2 separate regions of the Bos taurus genome follow, and region 1 is linked to region 2. The links are chromatin contacts, called in public Hi-C maps. All regions are on one chromosome and are shown on one strand. Each heading gives the region's core, a stretch centred on a gene start, on an enhancer-like site or on the middle of the called end of the contact. The rest is flanking DNA. Distances are from core to core; before and after follow the strand shown.

Region 1 (4,122 bases), core at 1,254-3,753, 220 kb after region 2:
CTCATGACCAGGGATTCAGGACATGGAAAGAAAAAAAAACAACAACTTTGGACCATTGTTAATAGCAACTCTTGATTGGTCCTGTAGTCATTTTTAAAAGAAGGGGAGAAAATTTGGCAGGATCTGTAAAATGGGAAGGAACTGAGGACTCAGATAAGTAGGACTCTCGGAGTTTATGAACCCAGACACCTTGTTGTTTTCATAAGCTCTGTTGCAGCAGACAAATAGGAGTGGGAAGAAGTAATGTGAAAGGCAAATACCGCTTTCCTCATATCTTCTTTACTGAAGGCCAGATTAGTTCTGAGATGACTTGAGAGGTTGGGTTAGCTCAAAAGTCTACAGTAGCCCTGAGAGAGATCTGATCCAGCCTAAATTGAACTGACCCTCATAGTGACAGTCTAGGAGAGGGCTTTTTTTGTTTTTTTAAACCAGATTTCAGTTAACCAGAGACAGGACTAGGACCCTAGAGCCCTACCAGCCCAGACCTGCCCCAACCTTGGGCTATAAATCAATACAAGTGCACTAGGCTCAAGTGTCCTCGTCTGTAAGTAAGAGGGTTGTCCTCAACAAGTGCCAACGGTGCTCGCAGCAATTCTCTCACAGGATTCCTCTACTTCGATAGAAGACCCTTCTCACCTGTAGTGGAAATGCACGGGGCTGAGGTGGCTGACTGTCGGCATATAGGAATAGTAGAAGGAGCCATAGAGGAAGACAGACACCCAGAGCAGGAGGAGGATGGTACAGAAGAACACTCCAAACTGCAGTAGCAGCTTGCGGGCACGGCCTGCCATGACGTGGCCCATCTCCTGGGCCCACAGTAAGGCAGGTACTGGTGGGTCATTGACCATGACGGGGAGTGCAGGGGGTCTGGCCCCGGGTTCAGGCTTTGGGTTCCTAGGTGCTTTGCCACCTGGACGCCACTCCTGGCCATGGGACGAAGCAGCTGGTGGTTCCTGGAAAAAGACCGAGAAGGGGAAAGAATGGCTCGTTTCACGCGGGAGGTGAAGACAAAAAGGACACACTGACCAGAAAGCCTTTGAGGAACCAGAGACAGCAAGACATAGCAAAGCCTTTGTTTTATATGGCTTTTCTCCAACTGATTGTGTTTCTCAGCCAATTATCCCTTCCCTTCCTCCACCGAGCTTTCTCACCACCCCCCTGTGCTAGAGTTCCTCAGTTGAACCCATCCTCGGGTCACCTGATTCTAGGACAGGCCACTTTGATGGTCATTCATAGAAACATATTACATACAGAGGATGAACGCCTTAAAATTCTTCTAAGGCGGACTTATGCACACGATTCCACACTGCGAGGTGGCTGCACGGATAGTTCGCGACCTGCCTAAGGTCGCACAGCTGGACTCAAAGCCAGCAACCTCACCGCAGCCACTATTGCTTCCCAAGTTGCTTCTCTCCTCCTCGAGCTGCGCTCGCTCCCAGACAAGACCGCGCCAGGCAGGGTGTCCTGCGGCCAACGGCCGCTCCCCGCCAGACCCCTCCGGTTCGGTGACGGGCACGGCGCCCGGAGTCCCCACGCAACCGCACCACCATAGAAACCATCCAGCCCGCAGCCGCGGCTCCGCAGACTCACCAGCCACGCGCGCTGCCAGGGCAACGGCGAGAAGGCTCTTCCGCCTCCCAGGGAAGTCCCGCCCCCTTCCGCCGGCCGCCTCTGTAGCGCAGGGGAGCGGGGTTCGTCCGGGGCGGGGCCCAGCGCAGGGGGCGGGGCCTTCTAGGAGGCCAGGTTCCCACCTCCAAGCGCCGGCTCTCTCCCTCCCCGTGGTCCGTTGCCCCCTCCCCTTTTGGTAACCAAAACCAAAGCGGATAGGCATCTCCCTCTAGGCTACAAGATATGCTCCAGGAAATGCTATGAGTCAGCAGCATCCCTCCCAGCCAGCCCCTTGAGGCCGCAATCGCGGCACTCCGCCTACACCTTCATTATCATTTAACCCCAAAATGGGGGAGAAGCGGGCGTCTAACAGGCGCTGATTTTTATTGCGCACATCTCCTTGGGCTTCCAAGGCAGAGAGCATTCACCCCGAGAACGTTGCAATCTGCAGGTACCTGGGAATTTTGCGTGATGCCCCGGCGGGCTGGCTGGCACCTGCTGACAAGAGTGGTAGCATTTCAGGCCCGTGACTTGTCTCCAGCTTTAAAGACGCGTCATCGACCTCCTGCGACCCTAACCAGACTTTTTCTCTGAGTTCCCACAGCGCATTATCTAGACTAGGTCTTGGTGGGTGGCTCTTTCTATTTTGTATGTGTCTATTCACCCTAAACAAGATTCCTCGGAGGGTAGGGTCAGTGTTGCGCACATCTTTGCACTCCCCACAGCACCACGCACAACGCTGCAGACGTAAGAGGCAATCTCTCAAACCAACACACACACACACACACACACACACACACACACACGCATCCAGTAAGCCCATCTATTTCCAGAAACACCCACCGACTCTCCCCTACCTCTTCTTTGTCGGATTCTTTGATCTGGTCTCTGCATGCCTCTTTTTCCCCAGCTTCTTCTCTTTGGTCTGCCATTTCTTCAGACATCCTTCTGATGGACCTTGCTGCCCTTGGATTTTCCACTTGTAGCTAGAACGTTAAGTGGTGATCTAGAAGCTGAAACCTGTAGCTCATCACATTTTCCTGGATATGGGGAATGGAGGGTCCCTGGAAGAGAAACGAAGATTCAGGTGCTAAATGCTGTGTCAGAGTAGAGGGAGGAGGGATGGAGGGGGCGACTGGCCAGCTGATGTCAGAATTTCAAATGAGCAGGGTCTCACGCAGTCTGTACTGACTTCACTGCAGGGGCTGTCACAGGTCCAGACCACCCCATTTGAGGGGGGTGTCTGCCTGGGGCTCAGCTACTTCCAGCTCCTTTGGGGAGGGCTCTAGCCCAGACTCTGGATGCCTGCTATGGGGAAGGGCAGGCAGTGAGACAGTAACAGTGGGGGTGTGCACAGGGGCTGCAGGCAGCAGCCAGGCTCCCCCACTGGCCAGACAGTTGGTATATGCCAGGATCTGAGCTGCTCCTTCTAGCATCCTTCATCCTTCAGGTATCAGCTAGTGCTGGAGCTGCAGAAACAGGGACCAGCCCTCCACTGGCCTCTGACCTGACCCTCTCCAGTGGCCTTCTCTGTATTAGCTGCCTCTGCTGCTGCGTCAGATACTCTCAGCTGCAACTCCCTGCAAGGTGGGGGCACCCATCTCAGGCAGAAGGTTTTGGTGCACCCCACTGATCAGATTCCCCAGGACTGTCGCTGCCTGTGGCCTCAGGTGAGTAAGGAGCATCCGGCTTTTCTCCCTTTGGGGCTCAAGGGGGCAGGTGGGGGTTATGTGCCCTCCTCATTAGGGCGGGGCTCTTTATAGTTGTGGTTTTCAGAGCTGGGAACACATAGCTTGAGGGCTGTAAAGCCTGCAGTCATCCATATGTTTAATGATCTGAAGCCCAGCCCTTGTACGAGTTTGGGAGCATCTCACTTCACTTCTCTATTTCCTTAGCTGAGGAACTGGGAGATGGGAAAGGCCAGGGAGGTTGGGGATAAGAGAGGAGTAAAATATTAGGGCATATGACCCAGCCTTGCAATGGTTGATGAGGCGTAATGGGGGAAGGGACCTTCAGCTGAGATTGTGCAGGGCCCTCTAGCACGCTCTGAGCTGTCTCTTTCCTCCAGGATGAAAGGGGAGACCCCTGTGAACAGCACTATGAGTATTGGGCAAGCCCGCAAGATGGTGGAACAGCTTAAGATTGAAGCCAGCTTGTGCCGGATAAAGGTGGGTGGGGCCCTGGATCCCATTAGTTGGAAGGCTGTACCTAGGTACCCAAACCTGAGGCTAAGAGAGGCTTTCTTTCACTGACTCCTTAAGATCATGGAAGGAGTCTTGGCGTCTGTAAGGAAAGCTGGCTCCAGGTCTCTGTGGGTGCTGAGGGAAGACTGTCTTACGAAGTCCTAAAGATCGCAAAAGATAATCTGTTTGGGGAAGGAGGCTGCAGCCCCCTTCGGGATTTCTGGCTAACAATTCCCCTCCTGGCTGTGCCCCAGGTGTCCAAGGCAGCAGCAGACCTGATGACTTACTGTGATGCCCACGCCTGTGAGGATCCCCTCATCACCCCTGTGCC
Region 2 (4,292 bases), core at 1,396-3,895:
TCCACCATGGTGTCCACTTCATTCTCCCCAGTGCTTAGCACATCGTGAGTGTCTCATTTGCTTCACCATCTGCTTGTTGTCTGTCCTCCCACCAGAGTGAAGCTCCACGTTGGCCCCCGATGACCTGGGCCCGCTCAGTTTATGCTTGCTTCCCTGCCGTGGGTTAATACTGTCCTGACGGCAGATGCTGAGGTGGAGTTTGGGGTACGAGATTATTACTAGGGACCAATAACTGTGAAGGGAAGCAAGCGGAAGCTGGGCTGGGCCGCAGGGGAAGCTGGCCTGCAGGCCGTGCGGGCCTGGCAAAGGCTGGGCCAGCCAGGCGGGTGGTCCGGAGTAAGGACTACCTGCAGGAGCTGTCCAACGTGGCACCGACGTGCCCTCCTTGTTTGCACCCCAGGGAGGGTGTGACCTTGGGCTCAGCAGCTCCCTGCAGCTGGGGCAGACCCCCAGGGGCTGGATAGACCCCCAGGGACTGGCCACTGGCTGCTCCTGACCTCACTCCTCGCAGCTCGGCGGCAAGTTCATCTTGAAGGGGCTCCTGGCAGGGCTGCTCCATGTCTCTGCCAACTCCCAACTCCTAGCACAGTGCCTGGAACACAGCAGATGCTCGGCACTTAATGAATGAATGAATGAACATTTGATCGAATTCTGAAATACAGATAGGGTTTGGAGAAGACAAGGCAGATGTGTGTTCCAGGCAAGAAGCACAGCTTGTACGAAGGTAAAAAGGCATGGAGAAAAACAAGGACTATTCCCAAATCAGCATGTACTAAGACAGTTCAATTTCCATGCAGGAGTGTTGTATGAAATGAGAGAAGGTTAGCACTCCCCTTGACAAGGATCGAAGAGGCTCTCCGGCCTGACCACACGCATACGGTTAAGGCATGGCCACCAACTTCGTGGCAGCTAACCACTTTTTTCAAAGTGGGGCTCTGTAATAACCTAGAGGGGTGGGGATGGGTGAGAGGTAGGAGGGAGATCCAAGAGGGAGGGGATATATGTACACCTATGGTTAATTCATGTTGATGTATGACAGAAATCAAACCAATACTGTAAAGTATTGATCAATCAAGTAAAAATAAATTTAAAACAGAAACTTAAGTGAAAATTAAATGAAGTTTAGGATAGTGATGTGGAGACTTTATAAATTATGTAAAATTAAATTTTCTAGTAGTTTGGAGAAGACAATGGCAACCCACTCCAGTACTCTTGCCTGGAAAATCCCATGGATGGAGGAGCCTGGTAGGCTGCAATCCATGGGGTCGCTAAGAGTCGGACACAACTGAGCGACTTCACTTTCACTTTTCACTTTCATGCATTGGAGAAGGAAATGGCAACCCACTTCAGTGTTCTCGCCTGGAGAATCCCAGGGACAGAGGAGCCTGGTGGGCTGCCGTCTATGGGGTCGCACAGAGTTGGACACGACTGAAGTGACCTAGCAGCAGCAGCAGCAGCAGTTTGATAAGTAAACTGAAAAGTCCACAATTCTGTTATCGAATTTATTCTGGGAAAAAAAAGAAAAAAGATTCCACGCAGAAGAGCAGAGGAATGAGATTCAAATGGTAAGCAAGGGCCAGTGGACAAGGGCCTCATAAGTTGCACTTGAATTTTATCGCATCCGCCCAAGGCAGCTTTAAAAGTGTTTCAAGAAGGAGGAGGATACGATAAGCAGACTTTAAACAGATCATTCTAGTGGCCTTTCCCAGGATGGCCAAGGAGGAAGAGCCAGGAGGCAGAAGGTCATTTAGGAGGTGACTCTGAGTCGGGGAGGCCTGTGTTCTAAGGCACAGGCTTTGGAGAAGAAAGGAGGCTGCCACTGACATGGTGTCAGAAGGGGCCACGGTCACAGCCTGGAGCCACCAACACAGGAGCTCGGTCAATAAAGAATCAACATTCAAAGAACAAGGATGGCCAGGGAGGAAAACAGGAAAGCAGAGAGTCGTGGGAGCACAGGAGAGAGAACAATCCAAGAAGGAAATGGTGAGAGGTTAAGGCCATGAAGAGGTCAAGTGCTATGAGGCCTGAAGCGCCCATGGATTTGTCATCAGGAAGGCAGGACTCCAGACCCGGCTGGCACAGTGCGTCCTCCAACCCGACCTGGGCATTAGGTTTCTGGAGAACTTAATCTGTCAACGTGCTTCAGTCCAGGGTCTCGCCCAAGTCTGACCACAAGACACTCTGGACCGCATGACTCCAGAGGCTTGAAGTCCAGCCACTTCCTTGGAGCAGAGCCCGTTGGAGTATCAGGAAACCCCAGTCTTAGTCCTGTCACCGCCACTGGTACGGGGCCTTGGGCCTCAGTTTCTCCTGGGACGATAGGATCAGGCGGGCTCTGCTGTCTGTCCATCTGCACTGCCCAGCACTCAGGTCCGAAGGGAGAAGCAAAGGCGGCCAGCTCTCCAAAACCTATGACTCAGGCACTCTCACTGCCTCCACGTTAGACTCTGGTTCCCCTCGCCCAGGTGGCCCATTGTGTGAGCTCTGTTTCACTGGGGACAGAAACTGGGTTGAGAAACGAGAATATTTACTTTTTCCACCGAGCTGATGCCCAAGTAAACAATGTGATCCCGTAAGTGGATCCCATGCCCTGCCCTCCCCACTGCAAGAGAGTATAAGAAGGTATCCCAGTGGGCACATCACCCATGAGACCAGATCCAGAGACAGGGCCAGAGCCTCCCCCACCAGCCTCCTGCCCACCATGAAGCTCACCATCGCCATCGTCCTGGTCACCCTGACTCTCTTCTGCAGACCTGGTAAGTATCCAGAGTCCTCCACCCCAAGCCAGCCTCAGCAACTCTCCCAGCACTGCCCAGGAGAGGGGGCAGCTGTCCATGTTCTCTGTGTGGCTGCTGGGAGAGCCTGGGAATACTGACTTCCAGCCAGGAAGCTGGGTCTGGCAAACAAGCCCATCTTAGGAATTTAGGCAGAGCCCTGAGGCTGTGATGAAACATGTAAAAGACCCCATCTTCCATATCCAACAACCTCAGAAGTGCAGAGATGGAGAAGATCCCACCTAGACACAGTGACCAGCAGAACAGGAGTAACTAACAAGCTCCCCAAAGCCCAGGACTGGACAGACCCCGAGATGCCAAGAGACCTCCAGGTTTGAGGTCAACACATCACCCTGCTAGCCAAAGGGGCTGGAAGGAGCCTCATGGCTTCCAAAGAAACCCAACCCCAGGCAAGGTCTCCCATTCTGGGCAGAGAAGAATATTCTAGATAGGGTTCTTCCCTTTGGAAACTGCCAACTCAGAATGGAGATTTCTAAACATTTTTTTGTCCTCTGCAAAAAGGATTAGGAGTCTCTGAAGAGTTGCAGCTGTCATGAAGAGGAGAGTGATGGGGCAGGGGATGTGGATCCATCTTCCTCGAAGCCCCTGATCTTTTGGGAACTGGGTTACTTGGCTGCTTTTTACTCCCTATCTGTCTCTTCTACTCCTACAACAACAACAAAAAAATGTAAACACATTCCAACTCCTTCACTTTCAAAGTTCCCTAAGAAAAAGAGAGAGAAGTTTTATGACCTTGGGGAGTGGCGGGGGAGTTGGGAAACAGAGACCAAGAGGCAGCAGGAACAAGTACGGTGCAGAGATGCCTGTTTTAAAGGGGAAGTAACATCATTTGGACTGAAATGTACGTTAATTAGAAGATCTTAGCGCCAGGTGCAGCCCACCAAGACAGGGTGAAATACGTAGGTGGTGGGTCTGGGATGTGTTTGTATGTCCGTGTGTGTGCACATATAATACCGGTAATAAGCTCTAAGGTTTATCTGTGCCCATCCCTGTGCTGAATCTCGTTCACATATTATCTCTTTCCATTCTTACAACAACTCTGTGAAGTGGGGACATTATCCCCCATTTTTCAGATGAGAAAACTGAGCTACAGAAAGATAAAGTAACTTGCCTGATGACACAGTAAGTTGCAAAACAGGGATCTAAGTTCTGGAGAGGGTCTGACTTGGAGTGACCACTTTGGGTGGAACCTCGGAGTTCAGGAAAGGGAGTTTGCACACAAGGTGACGAAGTCAAGGACAGGGATTTAAGACTCAATGGGAAGACAGGGCAAACAGAGAGCTGGGCATGGTGATTCTCCCCATGATCCCGGGATTGTTGTTGTTTAGTTGCTAAGTCGTATCTGACTCTTTGCAATCCTATAGACTGTAGCCCTCAGGCTCCTCTGTCCAGGGGATTTCCCAAGCAAGAATACTAGAGTGGGTTGCCATTTCCTTCTCCAGGGGATCTTCCAGACCCAAGGATCGAACCTGCAATCTCCTGCATTGCAGGCAGATT

Evidence for each region. Hi-C and Micro-C count contacts between places; a contact is called where the count stands out from the background.
Region 1: a Hi-C map of skin fibroblasts shows a contact between it and region 2, with 3 times the contacts expected there. The contact joins the promoter of BSCL2 here to the promoter of SCGB1A1 in region 2. A contact is called at or near these places in 2 of 11 Hi-C or Micro-C datasets (skin fibroblasts and an unstated tissue).

What each region holds. Positions count from the first base shown.
Region 1 is chr29:41,023,003-41,027,124 of ARS-UCD2.0, forward strand. BSCL2 (BSCL2 lipid droplet biogenesis associated, seipin) reads right to left here and starts at 2,504. Exons shown (of 11, transcript NM_001015589.1): 1 at 2,466-2,504; 2 at 637-953. The coding sequence starts at 848. It overlaps GNG3 (G protein subunit gamma 3), which reads left to right and starts at 1,953. Exons shown (of 4, transcript NM_174073.2): 1 at 1,953-2,059; 2 at 3,059-3,278; 3 at 3,677-3,776; 4 at 4,046-4,122. The coding sequence starts at 3,678.
Region 2 is chr29:40,800,137-40,804,428 of ARS-UCD2.0, forward strand. It overlaps SCGB1A1 (secretoglobin family 1A member 1), which reads left to right and starts at 2,646. Exons shown (of 3, transcript NM_001076976.3): 1 at 2,646-2,756. The coding sequence starts at 2,702. It overlaps LOC112444974 (U6atac minor spliceosomal RNA), which reads left to right and starts at 800; the gene lies at 800-925. It also overlaps a transcript of CSKMT not described here.